Regions from separate parts of the Oryctolagus cuniculus genome. Here region 2 is linked to region 1. Evidence: chromatin contacts called from public Hi-C data. All regions are on one chromosome and are shown on one strand. Each heading gives the region's core, a stretch centred on a gene start, on an enhancer-like site or on the middle of the called end of the contact. The rest is flanking DNA. Distances are from core to core; before and after follow the strand shown.

Region 1 (6,372 bases), core at 1,857-4,356:
GGAAAAAATGCAAACCCATCGAAGGAACATTCCAGCATATGTGTGCTGACCCACAGCCGCGAGCAGTCTCCCAGCAAGTCGGCGGCGTCATGGTTAGTGTGAAGGTGCTTTAAAAAGCTTATGGACAAATAGAATTCAAAGACGCATTTATTTTGGGACAAAAAAATTTTGAAATTCAAGCATGCGAGGGATCGTCAAATAGTTCATGGGAGATACGTATTGTGAAGAAACTGCATGATTTCTCCACCAAAGGAAACATTTTTAACTTGATTTTCCCATTAATTTTTTGAAGCACCCTCCAACAATATAGCCTTAGTATTTCCAAATTTGCTTTTTCCCTTAAAAGGAAAACATAAAGCAAAAACTAAGGCAAAAGAAGAGACTCTTCGGAGTCAAAAGGGAAATTCAGATTTCACTGCAGCCTCCAGAAACTTCTGAGCGCTCTGCAGTTGTGGCCATTAGGAAAAGGGCAAACGGTAGAAGCCTTTAGGGGCCGGCACCGCGGCTCACTAGGCTAATCCTCCGCCTTGCGGCGCCGGCATACCGGGTTCTAGTCCCGGTCAGGGCACCGGATTCTGTCCCGGTTGCCCCTCTTCCAGGCCAGCTCTCTGCTGTGGCCAGGGAGTGCAGTGGAGGATGGCCCAAGTGCTTGGGCCCTGCACCCCATGGGAGACCAGGAGAAGGCTCCTGCCTTCGGATAGGCACAGTGCAGCGGCCATTGGAGGGTGAACCAACGGCAAAGAAGACCTTTCTCTCTGTCTCTCACTGTCCACTCTGCCTGTCAAAAAAAAAAAAAAAAGCCTTTAGGACAGTGCTGACCGTGGGATATTTCTTGGAAACTGGATATTTGTTTATTTGAAAGGTGAGAGACATCCTTCATTTGTTCATTCTCCAAAAGGCCACAACACCTGGAGCTGGGCCTGGCCTAAGCCGGGAGCCTGGACCTGCCTCCATGTCTCCCACATAGGTGCAGGAGCCCAAGTACCTGGGCCATCTTGGCTGCTTTCCTAGATGCATCATAGGAAGCTGGATTGGAGGTGGAGCAGCCGGCCAGGAACCAGTGCCCATATGGGTTGCCGGCACTGCAGGCAGCAGCTAACCCACTGTGCCACAGTGCAAGCCCCGAGCAGTGGAAAATCTCAGAGGTGATTTCAAGTGAGCAGGCGACAGAGCACCGTGAGTCATGAGTCCTGGAATAAGTTCTTCTACCCCCAAAGCCCCTGGTTTCCCTTTCTGTATAATGGGATCCTTGTAGATAACACCTGTGACTCACATACCTGTGGCATGTGTTAGGAGTCAACAAGTGTTAGGTATTCATTTAATATTGAAACTAAGACGTTTTGATACTTTCAGTCCTATCACTGAAGCTAAAAATAAGTTTTACTAAATGCAAATATGACCATCAGGAATTATCATTTCATTAAAACTATTTATTAAATGCATCATTTAAATGCTATGATTCACATTCACTTAGCATTTGCGTTATCTGTTTATCTGCCGACTGACAGCAGCAGGATCAGCTGTCACTGGATAAGCAGCTGACCTTGAGTCTTTTCTATGAACTCATTTCCTGCAGCGTGGAGAACAGCAGCCAGGACTGGCTCCAAGTCCCCGATCTGCTGTGAAACTCCTTCACAGAGGTGCTTTGAATGGGAGTCTGAGAGCGTCCAGATTCCACCGGGCCATGGTTTGGATGTGTTTTGTCCCCAGCAGTCCACATGTGGGGGTGTTGAAGTGGCGCGACCCTTTAAGAGGTGGGACCTGCTTGGGGGGTGGGGTGGTGGTGGTCTCGGTTTGCTCCATTAACCGCTGTGCCTACCTACTGAAGAGCCAACTCTCTTTGGGGTCAGCAAGCGAGTGTAACACACACGTGGACATCTTAAAGACAGAAAGAGTGAGACTGCTGTAAATTTTGTTAATCTGGTCCTGGCGGGGGGAGGTGTCACTGCGAGGTGAGTGGGTGCTGGCCTGCGTGGGAACCCGCAGACCACCTTGGGCGGTCAGTTGTTGCACAAAGTCCAGCCGCGGGCAGCCGCTGGATTGCCTTGCTGTGTTGGAGGGACTAGGGGAACAGGACAAAGCGCTGCGGCTCTGGCCTTGGGTCCCGTAGAGACGAGAAACCGCCACCAGAGGCAGAGAGGAGGACACCACGCGGGGAAGAAAGTCGTTCAGAGGAGAGCTGACCTTGACCTAGGATTCAGAGAACTCGTCAAGGCTTTGGACCCCTGCAGTCTGTGGGAAAGGACCTGGATCCGTCTCCTCTGGCTCTCATGGGTCCCGAGACGCCAGCGGACTCCTGGATTAGAACACGCAGGCTATAACCCCCCCACCTTTCACCTGGGGCCGTCTCCTGCTGGCACTGCGGTAATACGTCACACGGCAGACCCCTCCCACCGGAAACGGCCGCTTCTGGGGGGACCCCATGGAGCCAAGGCTGATGAAACCCCACGACGCCACTAAAACCCGCAGAGCTCCAGGAAGCAAAGACGACGTCGTGAGTCAGAGGAAGGTCAGCCTTCTGAAGCAGCCCCAGCCCAGATAGCTGAAGGCACTCGGGGTCTTTGAGTGCCCTACAAACTCATGAGGGTGAAGAAGTAGACTGGGAGTTCTTGGGATGGACCTTTGTATGAGTACTGAGTGTTGGAGGCCTGGCCACCTGCAAACAGTCGTGCAATGAGGAGGATTTATTCATTCAAGTCCAAAGCGAAGCTATCCCATGGTCCTTAATACTGCAGCAAACGCCTGCCTCATTCGCAAGGACCATTCGCCATCCCAGGTGCACCCTGTTTTATTTAAGCAGCGTCCTCTGGATGCCAAGATTAGGGGCTGGAGCTAACTCAGCTGTTCCTACCATAATGGGGATCGGAAAAATCTAAATAATTGATATCCATAGATGGGATACAGTGATTTCAATCCACTTATCTAACCCTTGCTACAGATGGTATTGGACGAAGTCCATGATTTTTCATCCTTTCTCCTTTCCTCTACTTTTCTGAGAAAATGGAATGGGAGGGTGGCAGAAAAATAATCATCCAGAAACAGGGTGCCCAGCTGCCGCGGCGCCCGGACGCACCCATGCTGCGCAGTGTCAACATCCTTATTAAGCCAAGAGCTGTGTTTTTGGCAGGTGTTTGTTGATATTAGATGACATCTGATGCAGCACTAATGGAGTGCTTGTTCTTAAACTCCACAGCCAAGGAGGCATATGCAGTTTGGCGGGGGGGAGGGAGGAGCTGATATATATTTCCATATGTTACATTTATTTAATGCTTCCATTGTAAGATTCTTAACTGAAAAGCTCTTCAACACCCATTGGCCCACTGTAGCCCAGAACGACTGACGTGAGTGTGACCTTTGGAACACTTGGAGTGTTTGCCAAGTATGTGCAAGCAGAGGGAGAGGAGGCGAGCCACCCCGATGCTGCGTGCGCCTTCCCAGCCCACCATCTGCGGGCAAGTGCCCTGGTTCTGAGAGCAAGTCCCATAGCACTGGTGGGGCTGGGGCTGGCGTTTGGCGCTTTCTGGGGTGCAGGAGGAGCTTAAGCTTAACCTGCTCGGGGTGTAGAACTGTCAGGTTTACAAACTGGGGGAAATTATGTGATTTCCCTGGTTTGATCCCTGTGTGGTAGGCACAGCTGGTTCTATTATCCCAATTTTACAAAATAGGCTACTGAAACAAGGGTTGCAGAAATTAGTTCAAGTTCATAGACCAAATTCAGAGCCATGCTCTAAGCCTGTCTTCCGACTGCAAGCCCAGTGCTGCCTCGATCCCCCTCTTCATTACTCGCTGCCGTCCTCAATGAGGAGGACACATATTGACCCTCTTCTCTGCTACTCCGACCCTTTATCTAACTATGAATTCCTCTCTGACTCATTTTTTAAATTCTGGTAAAATATACATGACATAAAACTTACTGTCCTAATTGCTTAAGTATACAGTGATAGTAAGTACATTCACTTTGTTGTACAAGAGCATACACTATTCTTAACTATTCAGTAGATTTAAAATAAAAGCAATAGAGAAATTCTGGGTTTTAGAATTCATCATGTTCCCTTTTTATAAGACGAATGGAAATACGTGTCCTTAATATTCACAAGGCAAAGATCCTGGTCTAAGCTGTCCTCCTGCTCAGACCCCTCCCTCCCGGGCTCCCTGCCCCAGCCTGCCCTCCAGCCCTGCTGGGTCAAGGCCAGACAGCACTGTCTTGGCCATGTTGGTCCCTGGACCTAACACACTGGTGAAGGTTTTGGGAGGAAAGTCTGTGTCGCTCTTTCTATGGCAGAAGCTGATGCTCCTTAGGTCAGTATCCATGAATCCCGATGCAGAAATGCCAGGGACCCAACGCTGCCACACCCCTTCCCAAGCCCCTTCCTTGCCGCCTTCAAGTGGAAGCCCAGACAGCTGAAGAGCTCACCTTCACAGTCTTTCTCGCAGCTATGAATGACTTCAGGAGAAGCGTTTGCTTTTCTTATAAAAAGGACAGAAGCAACACAGTCTTCTGTCGTGACCGAGCGTGGGATACCAGGAACTATGCTGCCCTCTTGTGACTATGAAGCTATGAAGCAACAAGCGTGAAATGGGGACAGTTAAGCTCCTGCACCTACCTCCAAACCCCTTAAATGAGAGAAATAGGAGAAATAGTCCTTTGTTTAAGCTTCTGTTGGTTTTTTGGAAGATTCACTAACTGAATACACCCTGTATCCAAACCTATAAATAAACAGATAAAACCACTATGCTACCAAAAGGATTTAGTCACTGATACTCATATCAACGCACACTGACATGCGAGGGCCAAGGCTGACGGTGGAATTCTGTAATAGAGAATTAGGCTGACAGTACCTAACTCCCTGATCAGACTCAGTGTCACAAAAGAGCAACAAGCAGACAGCCATGTGCGCCTGGGGTGTGCAAGCACGAGCACACAACACTACTTACCAAAGTTTTCACAGACTCAACCGGAATCTGAACTGATCACCAGGCTGCAGGAAATTCGAGGGAACTGGGCACAAGCTAAACACTACCACAGAAGTCACTGGGAAGATCCAAAGTGTGGGAAGTTCTAGAACGTATCATGATTCGTCAACAGATAGAGGGTAAATGTATCTCAAAAAGTCTGTGGAAAAAAGGAATTAAAAGGAACATAGGCCGGCACTGCGGCTCACTAGGCTAATCCTCTCTGCTGTGGCCCAGGAAGGCAGTGGAGGATGGCCCAAGTGCTTGGGTCCCTGCACCCTCATGGGAGACCAGGAGGAAGCACCTGGCTTCTGGCTTCAGATCGGCGCAGCACCGGTCGTAGTGGCCATTTGGGGGGTGAACCAATGGAAGAAAGACTTTCTCTCTCTCTCACTGTCTAACTTTGCCTGTAAAAAAAAAAAAAAAAAAAAAAAGGAACATAATTCTGGTGCAGAAAAATTTGAAATCCATGCATATGGAGTGTCTTCAAAAACTGTCTTCATGGAAAATGAGTATTATGAACAAGCTAAGCATGCATTTCGAAAAAGTTTTTGCATTAAAATGAGCTCACCACGGGGCAGCTGTGGTACCGTGGTTAAACCACTGCTCAGATGGCTGCGTGTCACGTCAGAGTTCCACCTCCACTCCCACCAAGCTGCCTGCTGGTGAATATCCTGGGAGGCCACAGGTGTCTGGATCTTTACCACCCATGTGGGAGACCAGGATGGAGCTCCAGGCTCCTGGCTTCAGCCTGGCCCAGCCCTGGTTATTGCAGTCATTTGGGAACTGGATCAGTGGATGGAAGAGCTCACTCTTTTTCTGTTTTGCTTTTGCCTTTCAAAATCAATAAATAGGCCGGCACCACGGCTCAATAGACTAATCCTCCGCCTTGCGGTGCCGGCACACCGGGTTCTAGTCCCGGTCAGGGCGCCGGATTCTGTCCCAGTTGCCCCTCTTCCAGGCCAGCTCTCTGCTGTGGCCAGGGAGTGCAGTGGAGGATGGCCCAAGTGCTTGGGCCCTGCACCCCATGGGAGACCAGGAGAAGCACCTGGCTCCTGCCTTCGGATCAGTGCGGTGTGCCGGCCGCGATGGCCGTTGGAGGGTAAACCAACAGCAAAGGAAGACCTTTCTCTCTGTCTCTCTCTCTCTCTCACTGTCCACTCTGCCTGTCAAAAAAAAAAAAAAAAAAAAAGGCAAAATCAATCAATAAAAATAATCAATGTGAAAAAATACACTTACCTTTTAATTCAGTTTTCTATGAACTTCTGGAAGTCTTGCAGGATAAGGGGGAAAAAGAGGAAATCTACTGAGTTAACAGGGGCCGGCACCTGTGGCTCAGGCATCCTGCGTGGGCACCGGTTTGAATCCTGGCTGCTCCTCTTCTGATCCAGCTCTCTGCTGTGGCCTGGGAAAACAGTA
Region 2 (6,372 bases), core at 2,338-4,837, 140 kb before region 1:
GAGTGAACCAATGAATGGGGGACTTTTCAGTGTCTGCCTCTCAAACAAACAAACAAAAAATTTAAAGAAAGGTAAGTTGGGGCCGGGCTCTGTGGTGTACTGGGTAAAGCCGCCACTTGCGGCGCTGGCATCCCATATGGGCGCTGGTTCAAGTCCCAGCTGCTCCACTTCCGATCAGGCTCTCTGCTACGGCCTGGGAAAATAGTGGAAGATGGCCCAAGTTCTTGGGCCCCTGCACTCATGTGGGAGATCAGGAGGAAGCTCCTGACTCCTGGCTTCGGATCAGCACAGCTCCAGCCATTGTGGCCAATTGGGGAATGAACCAGTGGATGGAAGACCTCTCTTTCTCTTTCTCTCTCTCTGCCTCTCCTTCTCTCTCTCTGTAACTCTTTCAAATAAAATAAAGAATTCTTTTTAAAAAAGAAAGATAAATTTATTTTGGCAGAAAAAAATTGTGTGAAATCCACGCATACAAAGAACTTCAACAAGTTTGAAGAAAATACATAATATGAAAAAACTATGCACGGATTTCAAAATGTTCTTGTAGCACAACAAACTTATCTTTTTTTTACAGGTAGAGATAGACAGTGAGAGAGAGACAGAGCAAAAGGTCTTCCTTTTTCTGTTGGTTCACCCCTCAAATGGCCGCTACGGCCAGTGCGCTGCGCCAATCCAAAGCCAGGAGCCAGGTGTTTCCTCCTGGTCTCCCATGGAGGGTGCAGGGCCCAAGCACTTGGGCCATCCTCCACTGCCTTCCTGGGCCACAGCAGAGAGCTGGACTGGAAGAGGAGCAACCAGGACAGAATCTGGTGCCCCAACCGGGACTAGAACCCGGGGTGCTGGCGCCACAGGCGGGGGATTAGCCAAGTGAGCAGCAGCACCGGTCCAAGCTTATCTTTTAATTCCATTCCCCTAGTCTTTTTGAAGGATCCTGTGTGTTATCAGAAATACTATGCTGAAAATGATAATATGGGTGTGATTACAGCCTGAAACACCATACTAAGACAGACTCATAATGATAGGAAACCACAATTATTCGTCCAGGCGAGGAGGGACAGAGAAAGGTAAACGGGGGCCAGGGTTCCTTGGTTATTAGTGAGAGCCTGGCCCCGCCCCAATACACACATGTGCAGTGAATGGGACTGGCCACAGAGAACTCCTTTCTCAGATCCAGGAGAAGCAGGAGCCGCAGGCCTGGTGCCTTCTGAGAAAAGAGACAGCATTCAGAGGGGGGTGTTTGGTGCAGTGGCGAAGCTGCAGCCTAGGACGTCCACATCCCTAAGCAGGGTGCCTGGGTTCCAGTCCTGGCTCTGCTCTCCATCCTAGCTTCCTGCTAAGGCAGACTCTGGGAGGCAGCAGGTGATGATGGCTCAAGTGCTTGGGTCCCTGCCACCCATGTTGGAAAGGCAAGGCTGAGTTACTGGCTTCAGCCTGGGCTCGCGCTGGCTCTTGTAGGTACTAGGGGAGGGAAACAAGCCCCTGAAAGCTTCACCCACTGGACTGCAGCCAATGGTGATGTGCTGGAAACTAATGCTGGTTTTGGGGGCGGGGGGCATCTAGGTTTCCGTATCTGCGCAACGGGGCCAAAAGCTCCGGTCAGTCTCAATGAGGTGGGAAGAGGTCTGTCCAGGCCTCTCAATGCCCGGATCCTCAACCAGCCCTTTACTGTGCCCAAAGAGATGGCACGAGGCCAAAGAGCACATTAATCACTGGGCCCAGTGCTGCCCACAAAGCCAGGCAGGCTCCTGCTAATCCACCCCAAACACGTGCAGCCCACATGATGCCTCTGGCCCGTGGTATTCAGGGGTGACTCTTTTTTTATTTAAAGATTTATTTATTTATTTGAAAGTCAGGGTTACACAGAGAGAGAAGGAGAGGCAGAGAGAGAGAGAAAGAGAGGTCTTCCATCCAATGGTTCACTCCCCAGATGGCCGCAACAGCCAGAACCATGCTGATCCGAAGCCAGGAGCCAAGAGCTTCCTCTGGATCTCCCACGTGGGTGCAGGGGTCCAAGGACTTGGGCCATCTTCCACTGCTTTCCCAGACCCTAGCAGAGAGCTGGATCGGAAGTGGAGCAGCCGGGTCTCGAACCGGTGCCCATGTGGGATGCCGGCACTGGAGGCAGCAGCTTTACCCACTACACCACAGTGCCAGCCCCAAAGGGTGACTCTTAACCAGCCTCTCGTTAAAATCCAGTGACAATAAAAGATCAGAAATGCACAGTGAGTTGACATCAACCGACAGAAGGAAGGGAGAACACACAACACCCCCAAGCACCCAGGGCAGACACCTCTCATCAGTCACAGCACACCTACACCGGGCTTGGGCTTGGCACAAAATCCTTCTCGCAGTACTCGCAGCAGCCCCTACCAATGAATCAGAGCAGCAACGAGAAAGAAATGTTCGCTGCCAGCTTGCCCCAGCCTACAGGGTAGCCTGCATTGCTTTTTGGCAGAACTGGATGCCTTACCAGTGAAATGAATTTGATTTAGCAACGGTGAATGTAACAAACGGAGTAAATAGCCTTGAAGTCAAAAAGACCTTGAATCAAAGCTCCTTGCCTTTGAGTGAGTTAGGGATGCTTCTTACACGCCCACACAGAACTCCCGCTTCAGCATGTGTACTGACCCACTGTAACCCCAGCCCACTCTGCACAGCAGGCACTGTTATTACCCCCAAGCTATGATGAGAACGCTCCGCACAGAATGGCTGCCCTATTTGCCCAAGGCTGTACACCTGCGATTTGAGCCCAGGCTAGCCCTGAATCTGTGCTCTTGTCTCCCAGTAGGGGTCCCCAGGCTGCTGTGGGGCCCACCGAAGCTTCCAAGAGTCCTTACTCTGTAGAGGGGCTGTGGGCTGAGGAGTGTGCATTCCTAACAGGCACTGGCCCAGGAACCACACTTGGAGAACCACTGCTTTATGCAAAACTGGCTCACATGGAGGTAAGCTCACAGAACTCACGGACCTAACAGAAAAGAACACAGTTCCCAGTACAGCTCAGGGGCCACCAGTACCCTTGTCCTCCTTCTACAGCAGGTGCGGTAAGGGCATCAGCCAGCAGGGGCAGGCCTCTACCACATCCTCCCCCAAGCACTGGGCAGCCAGTGCTGACCACTCAATTCCAGGGAAACAGGACACCCGCCCTCCATCACCCAGTTCCAGTCCATCAGCGTGAGTAAACCTCAACAGAGCCTCAGGTGGGCCTGCCTTCCATCCCACCAAAAACAGAGAGGCACACACATGGCAGCACACACGTGGCATTCTGCCTGCCTGCATATCAGCACTGAACCTGCGCCAGTCTTGCCCACTGATTCTACAGGGCTGCTATGAGGGGTAACACAGGCCCCAATTTATTTTGAGCACACAGTCTCCCCAGCTGGAGAACTTATCAGTCCATGGGTGAGCTTGCCCTGTCCGGGCCCCATCCAGTCACACAGGGAACTGGCATCAGGGTCGCCTGTGAACTCGAGTAACCTGGTCCCGCTGGCCCAGGTCCAGCCCCAGGCAGACAGCGCATTCGGGTCACTAGGATTCACACTTCAAAAGGAGGAACACGCTGATGAGATAAAAATAAAAGCTGCTGAGTACAGAGGAGGCGTGGCATTCCTGGAGGACAGCAAGCCGCGGGCAGCACTGCCTCTGCTCTGCCCTGTGCTGGTCAAGGGCCTTCAGTGGACAAAAGGCAAAAGCCTCACTTCCTGTGTGGGTTTAAAAAAAAAAAAAAACCCTGCACGGAGAGGCCAGCTGCAGAGTCCATTCACCTCTGCGCCCTGCTGATTGTTCCCCCAAGACTTCAGGATGCACTGGACAGGAACATTGTGTAAACAAACAGCACTCAGGCGCACACATCCTCACTGCACTTGTAGGCAAACTGGTCTTGTTTCAGATTTCAAAGCAAGAAACGGTGGCTACAGGCAGGAAAGAAATCGAGGCCACTTAGCAGCAGGCTCCGGGGCTGGGGTCCCTCCCACGTGCCCCTTCCTAAAAACTTTGTCTTTGGGACCAACTCTTCCAGATGCGCGGCTCCTTTATTCCTGATAAGCCGAAGCTTCTGGGCTCCAGAGCCCTCTCCCGTGAGCACCTGGTAGGATTTCAAGCAAGTGGCCTTACCTGTCTGGGCTGTCGGACGGACACACCAGGTGGAGAAGATCTAACCCCAAGGGATCGTGTTCAGGCTGTGTGTCCCTCCCACCCCATTTACCTGCCTAGCAACGTCTCCCCATTCTGCATCTGACTGCTGGAACATCCCTCCTCTGAGGACCTCCCCCACCACAACACCTTGAACAGGTTCGGGTGCTTCTCCGGTTTCACAGCCCTGCTCACAACCCCACCACTGCTCTGCCCGTGCTGGCTCCAGGACTGTTCTCTCCCGACATCTGAGCTCCCCAGATACAGGACCTGGATGTGAATCAGAGCCGGGCACCCACCACATCCTCAATAAATGCCTGGTGAGGGGCTGGTGATTCCTGCCTCCCACACAGTTTTAGGTGCAACATACTGCTGTTGTGTAAATGGAAAACCCTAGGAAAATGTAAAGAGTTATTACCACCCATAACTTACTCAGGTTTAAAGCTCTCTCATTTTTTTAGGTGAACGCTACCCAGATCCTATAACAAATGATGCAGGCCAGGCCTGGGCTACACCCTGGAAGATTTCCAACCTGGCTTCCAGGGTGAATCCGTCCCATATGGCAGCTCAGAGCCACACGTGGCCGTCAGGCACCTGTACTGTGGTGAGTCTGAATTCAGATGGGCTATCTCACTTGGGTAAAATATATGCCAGATTTTAACAAGTTACACAAAAGGAATGTAGAACCTTCCCTTAATAATTTCTATATTGATTATGGGCATAAATGCTCACAGTTTGGATATGCTGGATGAAATATACACTATTAAAATTAGTCACCTGCAACACTGGCATCCTATGTGGGCACTGGTTTGTGTCCCGACTGCTCCGTTCCTGACCCAGCTCTCCGCTAACGCCCTGGGGAAAGCAGCAGAAGATGGTCCAAGTGCTTGGGCCCCTGCTACCCACGAGGTAGACTCGGGTGAAGCTCCTGGCTCCTGGCTTCAGCCTGGCCCAGTGCTGGCTGTTGTAACCATCTGGGGGAGTAAACCAGCGGATGGAAGATCTCTCCCTGTCTCTTCCTCTCTCTCTTTCAAACAAATACATAAATATTTTTTAAAATATCAAAGTTAGTATCACTTTTAAAAGCATGCACCCAGAACATTAAGGTCACAGCACTGTACACATGGCCTGCCCAGCAGTGCAGCCCGAAGAGACCTTCTCACTGCTGAGGATTCCTAAGATAAAATCCTGCTTGCTGGCTCGTTCTGGTCAGGGAGTCTGCCGTGTTGTCACTCAGCTTTCAATCAAGCTCCTTCCCCGGGCAGGACTCGGGTAGATCAGCTGGCACGGGACAGCAGGCTCTGTGTCGCCTGGGCCTCCGTGCACACAGGGCCAGCGTGTGAACGTAAGATGCTGGCAGCTGGAGCTCATTGTCCTCACAGATGCCTGCCCTTATTTAGGTCAGTGGCCCCATTACCCCAGAGTCCGGGGGAAGGTTTCCATGGGGTTTTGTCTGTGCCACTCTTTGCTACTCTTGTCTCCTCTCTGCAGAAAGAGCGACTTTGCAGAGGCACTAAAGCTGTACAAACAGCCAGGGACCTGGTTTCCGTGTGCGGCTCCTCCCCACCCCCACCTCCCAGCAGAAAGCTCTGCACACTTTGGGGATCTCTTACCAGGCGCCACAGTTAAGTACGTAATTCAAACTCTAACGCCGCTTCACCTGGGGAGAGGAGACGCTTACCAAGCTTTCTAACCAGGGCTTTCCAGACTATGCCTAGGACCACGTTCTCATCCTTCCTAACAGCACCAAGACCCACACCCAAAGGCCACATGGGCACCTGAAAGCCACCCCCACTTCCCACAACCTGAGGGCCAGGATCAGAGCAGAGACGCCTCCCCAGGACAATCGGCACCACTGGGGTCGGAAGGGGCTGACCAAGGTGTCTGGACAGAAATGAGTTGGGACCACTGCCCTGGCTTTCTGCTCAGCTAACTCATCCCCACTGTCTAGTAACGATGCCAAGATGATCTTCTTCCCCGGGGCCTGGAGAGCAAGAACTAGGATTCATGCATCCCTACATAACCAGCATCCAGGAAGTCATCAACAAACACCTGCTACACTGTCCATTACAGAAACTCCAGGGGGAGGTACTCAGAGCAAAGTGGCAGCTCCAGGCCCTGCCTCCCAGGTGAGCCCCACGGGTCTGCGGGACTCTGGACATCTGCAGACTTGACTCTGCTGTGATCCTCATTGCATTTCAGGGACAACTGCAAAGATCCCAAAGGGCCAATAGCCCTGAACCA

The links. Hi-C and Micro-C count contacts between places; a contact is called where the count stands out from the background.
Region 2: a contact with region 1 is called in a Hi-C map of skin fibroblasts, with 2.7 times the contacts expected there. The contact joins two enhancer-like sites. A contact is called at or near these places in 2 of 6 Hi-C or Micro-C datasets (embryonic fibroblasts and skin fibroblasts).

Annotation. Positions count from the first base shown.
Region 1 is chr16:26,526,530-26,532,901 of mOryCun1.1, reverse strand. No RefSeq gene overlaps it. Among named protein-coding and RNA genes, the nearest start is that of EEPD1, 92 kb to the left of the region's middle. Within about 2 kb of position 3,106, at least 1 of the 8 cell types and tissues checked has an H3K27ac peak or open chromatin away from gene starts, as enhancers often do.
Region 2 is chr16:26,665,851-26,672,222 of mOryCun1.1, reverse strand. The region is part of intron 2 of EEPD1 (endonuclease/exonuclease/phosphatase family domain containing 1); the gene reads right to left. Among named protein-coding and RNA genes, the nearest start is that of EEPD1, 47 kb to the right of the region's middle. Within about 2 kb of position 3,587, at least 4 of the 8 cell types and tissues checked have an H3K27ac peak or open chromatin away from gene starts, as enhancers often do.